2 separate regions of the Zea mays genome follow, and region 2 is linked to region 1. The links are chromatin contacts, called in public Hi-C maps. All regions are on one chromosome and are shown on one strand. Each heading gives the region's core, a stretch centred on a gene start, on an enhancer-like site or on the middle of the called end of the contact. The rest is flanking DNA. Distances are from core to core; before and after follow the strand shown.

The links. Hi-C and Micro-C count contacts between places; a contact is called where the count stands out from the background.
Region 2: a Hi-C map of bundle sheath shows a contact between it and region 1, with 3 times the contacts expected there. The contact joins the promoter of LOC103638866 here to the promoter of LOC100274552 in region 1. A contact is called at or near these places in 3 of 25 Hi-C or Micro-C datasets (bundle sheath, ear and tassel).

Annotation. Positions count from the first base shown.
Region 1 is chr9:112,646,614-112,653,026 of Zm-B73-REFERENCE-NAM-5.0, reverse strand. LOC100274552 (F-box protein AFR) reads right to left here and starts at 2,409. Exons shown (of 1, transcript NM_001148907.1): 1 at 678-2,409. The coding sequence starts at 2,306. The coding sequence ends at 1,122. It also overlaps the pseudogene LOC100381871.
Region 2 is chr9:112,916,069-112,922,481 of Zm-B73-REFERENCE-NAM-5.0, reverse strand. LOC103638866 (PTI1-like tyrosine-protein kinase At3g15890) reads left to right here and starts at 3,128. Exons shown (of 1, transcript XM_020544331.1): 1 at 3,128-4,356. The coding sequence starts at 3,203. The coding sequence ends at 4,237.

The DNA of each region.
Region 1 (6,413 bases), core at 1,160-3,659:
ACCACAAGCTACTCTTTTTGTAGAAGCCAATGGTTGTCTTGTGACGCAAGCCAATGTCTTGCGGGACAAGACGGTACCAATCTTGTTTATAAAGTGCAATTTTGTAACAATGCACATAGTAGACAAGAAATATAGTACATTTTAAGCATAATTGTACAATTTACTAACATGTTTAAGAATTAAAATTTGAACTAATATGTTTCAATTAAATGACCGCGTACAATTTAAACGATCGGATATATGTGTTATTCAATAATTATTATTTTCTTCAATTAATAATACCGCACGTTGCATTTAGGTAGAAAGTTAAAAGAAGAATGAATAAATAAGGTAGTGGTGTATTTAGATATAAATGACGAAATTTAGGGAATGTTATTATAGAAATAGAAATAAAAAGAATATAAAGATAGGATTACTAAGAGAGAATATTTATGTAGGGCTAATTTGCGAGTTCAAAATCGAAGGAGATTAGAGGGGTTAAAATTCATTTCTTATTTAAAATTGGATAAAAACGCAATTTTAGTTCCTACAATTTACTTCGATTTTGTGGATGACAACTAGTCTAGAGGAAAAGAAATTTAGAGTACATAGGTTGAGAGGCTTACATCACGTTCTTTTGCAAGCTGGAACTGAGGTCAGTTTCAAATCATTACATCACATTTTTTTGATTTTGGTTTCTTCTCCATTGTTTCTCAAAATACAATACCAATATATAATATATACACAGGTACAAGAAAAACCTCAAATCAAAACGGAAAGAAAAATAATCCGTCCTGCCTGCTCGCTTCCTCCTTTGTCCTTTCCCCGAGGTGGAAAAGACTTCTCAGCCTCTTCCAAGTCCCATCACTGCTCGCTCACAGACTGGTCCCACGTGGCGAGACTGTGCTGCCTGTGACTGTGAATACATGTGCTTGCGCATCCGGAAAATCCATCTGGGCAGTCTGGCAGCAGGGCACTCGCTCCTGCCGGCGAGACGCTGGAGCAGTCAAGTTTCACTGACATGTGGACCAGCCAGGGGCGACGTGATGTGGCTCGGGGCTTGTGGACCCGTGTGGGTGCGCGGAGTGGGCCGAAACGTCTTGGTTCGGCGATGCAGATGTTTGTTCTACCCGAAGGCTGGGTCATGCGTAGAGGACCTGTGCGTTGCAGGGCGCGAGCCCGACGAACTCGGTGGGGCCCTTGACCACCTCCCACTCCACCACTTCCTCCTCGACGCCGTGGACGCCGGGTGCCGCGGCGGTGTCTGAGGCCGAAACAGTGCCCACGGCGACGTCCAGCCCGGCGCCAACAACGTATATCCTTCGCCTCCCACCGGCGACCTCCCCGATCTCCCCGGCGACGACGTGTGGCCGGCGCACCTCGGGGGGCACCCCGCTGCCGGCCACCATCCGCCACTCGTCCCGGGCCTCGTCGTACTGCTTCAGCCGCCACTCCCCGTACTCCGCCACGATGTACATCCGGCCGCCGGCGACGGCGCAAGAGCCCGTCCACCCCTCCCGCATCCCGCGCGCCATCTCGCACCACGAGTCCGTGGCGGAGTCGTACACGGCGCCGCGCGGCGCGCGCTCGAACGGCCACGCCCACCCCTCCGTCACGTACAGCTTCCCACCCGCCGCCGCCGCGTCGTACCACGCCACCGCCGCGCCCCGGCGCGGCGCAGCCGGCGACCACCGCCCGGCATCCGGGTCGAACACCTCGGCCTCGCCGTCCTCCCCGGCCACCACCACCCGCCCTCCCACCTCCCCAGCCGCCATGTACCCGCGGGGCGTCCGCATCGCCGCCGCCTCCTCCCATCCGTTCCGCGCGGCGCTGTACACGGCCACGCTCGTCACCGCCTTGTCGCTGCCCTCCTCGACGCCCCCAATCACGTAGATCTCGCCGCGGCGGGGGAGCCCCACCACCGCAAACGACCCGGCCGCGGCGCCGCCGGGCACCGGCGGGAGCAGGAGCCACCTCCTCGAGAAAGGGTCGAGCGCCTGGCACTGGAGGCGTCGCGACACAGGGTCAAACGCGAAGGCGAAGAGGAAGGGCAGCGATAAGGACAACGAGCCCATGGCTGCGCTCCCCGCGCCAGCCCCCGCCCCCTCCGCGGGAGTGAACAGCAGCGGCTTGGCAGGGGAGTCGGTGAGGAAGCGGTTCCAGGTGGAGGAGACGGTGCGGAAGAGACGGTGGTAGAGGAAGGGCAGGTGGAGGAGGCACTTCTCGGCCACCTCTTCCGGCAGGCCCGGGATAAGCTCCACGACCTCTTCCCCCTCCCCGTCACCGGCGTCCAGCACCTGCTGTTTGCTCATGGACGAGAAGCTCATAGTGGCGGGGCCGAGTGGCGCGCGATTGTTCGGTCGAATTTGGCGCGATCCGCTGCACCCCGCTGTGGGTGTGGGGAAGCTCTCTCGGTCTCGGTTCGGCTTGGTGATGGGGAGAGATCTCTGATGGGGAATGGAAGGGAAGCGGGGTCGGCGGGAATTTATAGAGGTGGGTGGGTCGGTGTGTGAGCGTGAGGGTTTGGACCCTGGACGCGCAGGCTGTCCGAGGCACCGATCTCACCGGTAACGATGGTTCGATGGCGAGAGGTTGGGTGAGGCGGGGCCATGGTGACTGGTGGCAAGTGCTGCGGCGCCGGAGGACATGGCTAACATGGCGGTGTCGGCGCTGGAGGCCTCTCTCGGCAGAGCGTATCCGCGGACAGCGCGCGCTGTGCCAGTGTGCGCAGCAGCAGAGAGAACGTATCGGAGGAGCGGCAGGCGCGCGCGTGCGCATGTGCGCCGGGAGTCTGGTGCTGCGATCGGGCGTGCAGTGCACAGACAGGGGGCGCGCGGGTTGAGGACGGGGCGCGCATGCGGCATGCGCGCCGCGCGTGGTGGGGGCGGGGGATCGCTTGCCTCGTCTTTACGGGACACTGCGATCCGAGGCGGGAGCGCGCAGCCACTCGAGCCGAGGCGGTGCCGCGCTCGGGGAGGCAGCCCAGCGCGGGGTGCTCGCGCGTGCAGCCCAGCGGGGGCCAGCAGATCGAGCATCGCGCGACGATGGTGGGTGGGTGGAGATGATCAGGCGCGGGGCGGTGTAGGTGCGTGCCGACATCCCATGCAGCCAACGCAGTGCCCCAGCCCCCAGGGTAGGCCGATACCGGAGCCCCGCGCCACCCAACGCCAGCGACAGCGACGCCGCGGACTCCTCCTCGCCCTCGCCGACGCGCACGGTGCGTTCCTGGAGGCGCTGCTCGACCTAAGGTGCGGCCACGGCGCACTCTGGCTGTGCGACACGGCGGGCGCCCAGCGGCACGCTGAGAGTGACCTTGTCCGCCTCGTGTCCTCCGCGCGCGCCGGCGTCAGGCTCCCGCAGGCGGCGGTGCCCGTGGCGCCAGCCAGCGAGCGAGGAATAGCACTTCCTGTTGGCCATAGATGGCGATGAAAGCCAACTGCATCGTCCGCACCTTTCCCCTACGTTGCCCGCATACGCTCTGTAGTGGCGGACCATGGCCTCCCGCTTCACCTGCAGGGCGCCGCCGACCGAGCGCGCCTGTGGCAGGAGCCGCTCGCTCAGACCAGATTGGCGCCTCTTCAGCAGCGTGACTTCTGTCCTTCAAGCTATGAAGGTGAGTCACATGCCCTCTTCCTCATCAGATTGTTCGGGTTATATGCTTTGCTTTGTTTTTCTTTTTGTTTGTATATGATGCCCGACAGCTCGTTGTGTTCATATCTGATTCCAGGGCTTCATCTGTATGCTAAAACTGCATGATTATAAAAGATGTTATCCTGGATCTAAATCGCCTAAATGAAAAGTATTAACTTAAACCTGAATTGGAAATTGATGTTGCGATAGTTTTTGAAAACTTCACTAATTAGTTTATTTATATCTTTTCTCACTCCGGATCTGTGCAGTCCACAAATCTCATAAAATTTACAATATTGCTAGACTAAGTTCATTGAATCTGGACAAATTCATGATTATGTATCTGCTAAAATAAATCCATGCTATTTAGTAAGGTCATTATCATGTTGCCTCTTGCATTACATTTAGATTATTTAAGATTGTGGATGCTTGTGTCATACTGTAACTGTAACTGAAACAATAGCTGTGCAGAAACATAGAAAGGTTATCTGCAACTGCGAGACACAAGCATTTCCTATGGCATGACAGGGACACGTATTTGGGCAGTGGTGGTTCATGGCCGAGGCACAGTTCCACGACCAGGGCGACGTGCACAACATCGCCATCGAGTGCAGTGGTGGTGTGAGGACGTGATACCGATGTGGAAATTACTATTGCCATCGACGACGAGAGCACTTTACTAGATCTTCTTAGGTAAATTTCTTACATTCTGTTGGTTAATTGGTTGGTTCTTATATTGTTTATAATGTTCAGTTGTGTGACAAATGTTGTAGCATAAATAAATAACTATAAACTTCTCCCCTGATTACTATGTCTAAAGACCATCATAAATTATGATATTTAAAATGTAATTAGTCAAGAAAGTGCAAAACCTATCATATAGCTGCCTTAACTTCTCAAGAAAAGCTTAAAAAATGACAGGCACAATGCAGGCATATCTGATATGAGAAGTGGAGGACGTCCTGGGCTCCTAAGGATTTCTGAGTGCTTGTTTATGAAGCCTTCATATATTGTTGCATAATACACCTACTTCTGTAGATGACTAATATCTTTTTTTCCGAGTGGCAAAGAGCTTAACTTTAACATTATGCTAGGATAACTTACTAATTTGTTCTTTACAAGTTGTTTTGTTCTGACTGATGTTATAATGATCCATTCAACTTATGTTAAGCTACAAGCACTGAAGCACCACCATATAGTTTCATGAAAAAAACTTCATTTGAAATGTTTGGCATCTTTATTTATATATGTCTAGGTCATCTATAGATCATTTTCACTTTAGATGATCGACAATCTCTTTTTTATATAGCATACAACAGCTTTTGGTTGAGGGGCCTATTCTCGTTCATGAACCAAATCCAGTAGTTAATGCAATTACAATTGGTGTTGGTTTTGTTGTATTTCAATGAGTTTCATGTTCTCTTGCCTGATCTCATATTTTTTATATGTTGTGGATATTGTGAGATAAGAAGAGGAAACTGAACGATGGGCACACTGCGGGTGATCAGGTGGCAGCGATGTGAGGACGGTCAGCATGGCCATGGAGATGCTGATGAAGCCTAGGTTGGTCATCCTAGATGAGCCCACCATTGGTTTGGATAGGTATGCACTTCTATTTCATCTCTTTTGGAAGCTACCGTTTGCTAGAGTGACTCATTTGCCACAAAAAAATAATAATATATGCAGTGCTTCAACACTGCTAAGGTTGGTGAGAGACAATGGTCGAACAGTCATAGCCAAGAGCCCAAGATGAATCCAGACTGGGAGTGTTAGTACTTATTTTATTGAGTTGACTAATAATTCTGTTATCTTAAAAGGATTATTAGAACCTTCCTCGTGATCTTGAAAGAAAAACCCCCAGACCAGCTTTGTTTAGGATGCAAATATATGCGCTCAGCTTTTTTTGGAAGAAATATCTGTGCTAGTTACCAATGACATTTTTTATTTAATTATATACTCTAGGTTCCAAATTATAAGTCGCTGTGACTTTTTTTTGGTACATCTAGATACATAGCAATACACAGCAAAATCGATGTACCAAAAAGTTAAAGTGTCTTATAATTTGCAATGGGAGGAGTATAAGAATGTCTCTCTTTTGTTTCAGAAACTCTTTCAGGCATGAACTAACTGTACTGGAGAAGGTTCGACACTGTACTATGTTGTTCAGTTCGTCGGAGCTGTCACTCAGGACATACCTATGATGATTGTTTCTGAACTCCATGAAGAGGTATATAGCACCATGGCTTTTTCCCATGGCAATCGAAGTTAATATAATCTTAAGACCAAGTAATTTTAAGTATGGCACTATTTATTAGTGTATATGAAAATTGTTCTCTGATGGGTTGACTTCATTCTTTTTCCTGTGAACTCAAAAAGACTTATGAGATGTATCCAGAAGAAAGCAAAGTTACGTGCGCAAAAGGTGCTAAGAAATGGCCTTGATATTTCCAGGTACTTCTAGGTTCTGGCCCCGACAAGGGCTGAAGAATCCAAATATGCATCATATATGAATAGCTCTTTTACAGTTTCAGAAAAAAGATAACAATGCACATGCTTGCTATCAATGTTTCTTGCTGTTGCCTTTACCACGTGGAAACCAGACTCCATCATCCCTGGCATGACGGCATAACCTAACTCTATCAGTGCAAACCAGGCCCCATCATCCTTGGATTAGATGGCTTGTCTGCCCACCTCTCAGGCTCCTTGACCAGAGAGGTCATCTCAGCGGGTGGCTAATTCTACTTGGCGACTAAGGACGCGAGTGCCCCTGGTGTCCAGTGTTTTAAAGGCGTCGCCTAGGCGTC
Region 2 (6,413 bases), core at 1,879-4,378, 270 kb before region 1:
TGCCGGACACGTTAGCATATTGCTACACCCCCATTGTACACCTGGACCCTCTCCTTGCATCTATAAAAGAAAGGGCCAGGCCCCTCATACGGGAGGGTGGTCGCGCGGGAGGACGGGCTGACGAACAGACTCTCTCTCTCTCCCTCGCGAACGCTTGTAACCCCTACTGCAAGCGCACCCACTCTGGCGCAGGATAAGACGAGCCGCGGTTTTCCCCCTTGTGTTCCATCTCGCGCCAACCCATCTAGGTTGGGACACGCAGCGACAATGTTACTCGTCGGTCTAGGGACCCCCCGGGGTCGAAACGCCGACAAATACACTAAAACAATTTACAAGTATATCTATAAAGAACTTTCAATATTAATTTAATGTTGTTAATGATATATAGAGGTTAAATTATTTTTAGTATTTTCTAATCTAATCTAAACCTAATATTTATTATTATAGTTTATTTTAGTACTTTAATATATTCAGTAATATAAATTATTTCATATAAATTATAGTTTCAAGAAAATATGAACAATTATTATCTTATGAAATATTTAATTTTAAAATATTTATTGATAACTATATTATTTTTTATAAGCTATCCTTGTATATGTTATGTACCCATATATTTAAATCTCTACTTATGTAATAAATATAATTAAAAAACATTGATAAAGCAAAATGATTACGTATTTCCTACCATTCTTATTATTCATTTGACATAACATTTCATAAAACATTATCCATTATAAGTCGGCGCTCCGAGGATTTTTCGTCCAACGTTTTTGGGTTCGACGGCCCAGAACTTATTGGGTTCGGCTTTCATCCGCGAATATTAAATGAAGGTTCAAATTTTCATTTTCAACAAAAACTCACGTGTTTTGTTACTAAATAAATTATTTACGTAAACTATTAAGTTTATTCTAAATTGAGTTATAAAATTTATGACTTTATTAATTTGTGGTATGTATCGTACATGTGTTTACTAGAAATTGCTTGCTGTCTTTTTTATATTGCTATGTAATAGTGGATTTTTTTTTCGGGGAACCAATCAGGGTTTTGGGATCCAGCAGATTTTGGTCCGGGTTTCGATTATCACCTGAAACGGTGTTTGGAGCGGTTTCGAGTTTTGAGTTCAGATTTCGCGCCGGGTCCATGGAGACTCCACCCAATTCAAATAATTCATTTTGGTTATCCATGGCCTTAACATTAAAATTATATTCTTGTACGTTAAACTTCGTAACACACACTTCGAGTTGAATTGAATAAATGTCTGAATATAATTCTGAATCCGAGACATCCATTTTGTACTTGTATTAAAAAAAATATTTGTATCCATAATTTGAATTCAATACTAATCCGGTTCATTTGCTAATAATTCTTGCCAGGTTCTATTTTCACGATGTTTTGGATTGTGTTGACAACTGGATGCATGCCAGTTTATACTTTTTTTATTGCATGTCAGTTTGTGCACACTGCAGACGGCCGAGCAATGCAGAGCTAAACGTTCATATAGAGTTTTTTTTTTGCCAGGGATTTATACCGCTCAAATGTGTAATATGTTGTTGACACCGTCAACTCGGAAATTAGCCTTGTATCATTATAAATTTAGGTTCGTTGCTATAACGTACTGTATCAATTATTTTATTCATTTCTTCTAATGAATTAGAAGGTGAGAGAAATAGCAATTTTGCCCTCGTCTTCGATATGCGCTTGTTCACTAATTTTTGTGGTGACACACCGCCGTCCCCTTCTTTTCGTCGTCCTCAACACAGGTCCTTGCGGAAGTCGCTCCGCCGTCCGCGGCGCATGATGATACAAAGGCTAATTTCCTGAACAATCGAATGTTAACGACAGAGGGCCGGAAAACCATGTGTCCTACCTTCTCTTTTCGCGAATACGAGAAATAATTTAAAAAAAGTAGATAGATGTGTCACTAGAAAGTGCCTTAATTTCATAACAGTAATAAACCATTTTTTTGGGACAAAGGACCTTAATTTGATAATGCTACTCGGTCAATTTCTGAGTTGACGGTGTCCAAACTGTGTGTCCGTAAGCAAAACTTCCCATCATGGGTGCATGCATGCATGCATGGGCCCTCATAGGCCGTATCCTTGCGCGGCCAGTCGCCTGGCAGCCCATTTTAGAGTACGCCGTGTGGAGGCCCATGTGGATTCCTCGGGTCACGACTCAACTCACGACGCTCCCATTTATCCCGGCTTCCGTTGCCGAGACGTTTGACTGGTTCCCAGCGTATTTGACCGCGCCGCGCCCAGTTTCCGTTGCACCACGTGGCACTTGTTCTCTTTCCCTCGCACTAGAACGTCCAAACCAGGTCTGCCCAGCGCGAGCTAGGACTGGATCGGAGCCCAGTTATTTTATCGGCAAAAAACCGCGGGAGTGCTGGCACGATTCAACAAATGGTGCATTAGGGTCTCCGCCCGCCGGCCATGGACGGTTGTGTCTGTGAGATCTGCCAACTGCATGAAGCACAGGTAGTAGTCGTAGTACTAGTATTTGGCCCCTTTATTATGTCTTCACCACTCCACCCTTCGTTCGCTCACACGGCGACCCAAGTAGCCTTCAAGCTCTGTTCAGGTTGTTAGATCAGTGCCCGCGTACGTGTGAGTGACAAAAAAACGAGCGAGCGAGAGCGTGACACACACACCTCGATCGTCGTTGGAGAGGGGTCCAAGGGCGACGTGACGTCCGTGTGCATCGATCGTTCGTCCGGCCGGCCGGCGCCATGGGCTCGTCGCTGAGCTCCTGCTGCGGTTCCGAGAAGGTCGAGCAAGGGTACGTACGTACGGTGCATGCAGTGTGTTCTATATACGTGCGATTATATTTCATCATCAGGCGCAGGCGGTTTATTACCTTGTTGTGCTGGGTGGGGGTGGCTTTTCAATTGTTTAGGTGTGTGAGCGCTTCGACGACCATGAGCAGCACGTGGAGGATATTCAGCTACAAGGAGCTGCACGCCGCCACCAACGGCTTCAGCGAGGAGAACAAGCTCGGCGAGGGAGGCTTCGGCAGCGTCTATTGGGGCAAGACATCCGATGGCCTCCAGGTGACGGTCACAGCATGAGCATGCATATATCCTGTGGCTGCTGTGACGAATTAACCGACGACCGACCCATAATCACATTCCCTCCCATATGCATGCACGCAGATCGCCGTGAAGAAGCTCAAGGCCACCAACAACTCCAAGGCGGAGATGGAGTTCGCGGTGGAGGTGGAGGTGCTGGCCCGCGTGCGCCACAAGAACCTGCTCGGCCTGCGCGGCTACTGCGCCGGGGCCGACCAGCGCATGATCGTCTACGACTACATGCCCAACCTCAGCCTCCTATCGCACCTCCACGGCCAGTTCGCCGGCGAGGTCCGGCTCGACTGGAAGCGCCGCGTCGCCGTGGCCGTCGGCTCGGCCGAGGGGCTCGTGTACCTGCACCACGAGGTGGCGCCGCACATCATCCACCGGGACATCAAGGCCAGCAACGTCCTGCTCGACTCCGACTTCGCGCCGCTCGTCGCGGACTTCGGCTTCGCCAAGCTCGTGCCGGAGGGGGTCTCGCACATGACCACCCGCGTCAAGGGCACGCTGGGCTACCTGGCGCCCGAGTACGCCATGTGGGGCAAGGTCTCCGGCGCATGCGACGTCTACAGCTTCGGCATCCTCCTGCTCGAGCTCGTCTCCGGCAGGAAGCCCATCGAGCGCCTGCCGTCGGGAGCCAAGCGCACCATCACCGAGTGGGCCGAGCCGCTCATCGCGCGCGGCCGCCTCGGGGACCTCGTCGACCCGCGCCTCCGGGGCGCCTTCGACGCCGCGCAGCTCGCGCGCGCCGTCGAGTGCGCCGCGCTCTGCGTGCAGGGCGAGCCCGACCGCCGCCCGGACATGAAGACCGTCGTCCGCATCCTGCGCGGAGATAATAACGCCGGCGCGCCCGCCGCTGCCATGGTGGGGCGTGGTGGTAGCAAAGGAGACCTGCAGCAGTTGCCGGTGAGGATGGAGAGCGTCAAGTACGCGGACCGCCTCATGGAGATGGACAAGAGTACCTCGTACTACGGCGAGCCCGAGGACGGGGACGAGGATGAGCAGGAGGAAGAAGACGACGACGATGAGGTGGAGGAGTATTCATTGATAGATGACAAAAGTAGCATGAACTTCGGGGCGTTTGGCGCCATGCCAGTGCAGACCATGCAAGACCCGTATGTCAAGAGGTTCTCCGGAAATGCTAATGCTATCAAGATCTAATGTACTAGTACGTACGTGAATGTTGTATTCATTTTGTTGGGGGCAAACCTGTCTTAATTGTATTCATTCTGTTGAATATTTTATTTTTATTTTTAGAGACTCTTCTTTTATATGCTAAAAGTTAAGTTATGTTTTCCAGTAGTATGAATATGTATATCTTTACTACTCTATAAGTCCTTATTGTAGGCGTCCACACCCGTGCACCGTGTTCTGCCTGTCGCTGCCCGTCAATCACGCCAGGTCGCAAGCTCACGCTTCCATCCATGGCAGCTGCGCCCCGCTCCCCTTCATGGCAGTCGCGCCAGGTCAGTCCTTCCCAAATAACCTCCACGCCAGGGAAGGTATTTCCCAAATCACGCATCCTGTCGGATGGGGCGCACGTCCAGCGGGATCCACGAGCGGGGAAGCAGGCTGCGGCGGGCGGCGGCACACCTCGTGCTCCCGCGGGTCGTACCCCACGAACACGCGGAACGGCTCCCCCGACGTCAGCGGCGGCGCCGACATTGCTGGCCTGAGTAGGGTGGATCTGGTCGGTGGAACGAGGAAGCAGGGAGGAGCGGCCTAGAGGAGGGCACGGGAGGTGGGGCCCAGGCTAAAGATGGTGAGGAGCGTGCGTGAGCAGGGGGACGACAGATGGCCGGATGGAGACTTCCTGGTTTTCTCCTCGCCGCCGCCGGGCGGCCGTGCTGGTAATGCGTCCAGTCGTCGTCCACCGCGTTCACATCCACGTCCGCACGTGTACGGTCAGTGACGCGTGGACCAAGATGGGGTCGGGTCCGCCTCCATGGCCCAGGAGTCAGCGGGACACGATGCAACCCAGCTGCGGGGATGTCGGTGCTGGGAGCGGCGGGCGCTGTGGGGAACTGGGGAGGCGCTGCTGCGTTGGGAGCACAACCAGAAACTAGCGGAAGCGTCGTCATCAGCAATTCAACATCGGCGCCACCGCTAGCGTAGTTGCCGCGGACGTCGACGCCGGAGCCGGACATGGAGGAGGTGTTGCCGGTTGCCGCTTCCAGCGGACGACGAGATACTACCGGAGGCGCCGTCATCGCAGTAGGCACGTGTGCGCGATCAAGCCTGGATGGGACGATGTTGACACAGCACGTCCTGTGTGCGGCGATCTCGAACTGGGTCAGTTCGTGGTAATGTTCTGCATCGTTGAAACTGATCGAGGGTAGTGCGTCTTTCTGATGGTCAGATACTCAGGATCAATTCTTCAAGTACTCCTTAGTTGTTTCCGCTTTTGCTTCCTTCGAACTCATCGAGCTTAGCTGCGTTCCTGCTCTTTTGTTTAGACTTCAGAGTTGAGTCCACCTTAATGAACCAAATGTCTGAATGCCAAGGAACGATGACTTGTTAGTTCTTACATCAGCATGAATAGATCCTTGGTTTTCATTGCTCTTATACTCTGTCTAGATGTGAGAATGATTTCAGTATGAACTGTTGGCAGCATGCTGATGGAAGATCTAAAACCCAAAAGCATAGTCGGATCTAGCTGTGAGTCAGTGAAGGCTCTACCCTTCCTCCTACGTCCGTCGAAATCTTGGAGCCCCCGACTCTCTCCATGAAGTTTGCAATATTCTTTTTGAAGTAATCGCCATCTGGAGATGCGACCGGAGGTTGAAGACAACAGTAACCGTCATCTGAGACTAAATTTGGGTCTTTTCATCACCCTCGGTGATGTTTTCCCTTTCAGTCCAGTAAGCCCCGAGCGGTGTCTCGTGATTTTTGCACTGAGAACCAGCCCACCTTTTTCCGGCCGTGAGACCATCTCCATCATTCCCTCAATATTTCTCTGAAGGTATATAAATGCTCACGGTGCTTCTAGAGAAATATAATTGGTCTTTTGTATTCTAGAGGTATATAATAATCTTGCTTTTTTCAGGCCTCCAATCCATTTTCCATGCCAGGTATTTACCTAACGTACATTAAACCTGCACACAACCCTATCTGTGAGTTATATGTGTATCTGCCATTTATCACTTTTGATCTGACATAGCGACATATGGTTGACCAATTATATCTGCTTATTGTACATTGGTATGTGGTGAATTTCAGACTAGAAGGTAGATTTCTTCAAGGGGAACAATGTGGTGTAACTTAATCAGCACAACCACTTTACTGAAGGTGTCCGGATCATGATGCAGACAACGACAACTGGTGTACTCATTACCAC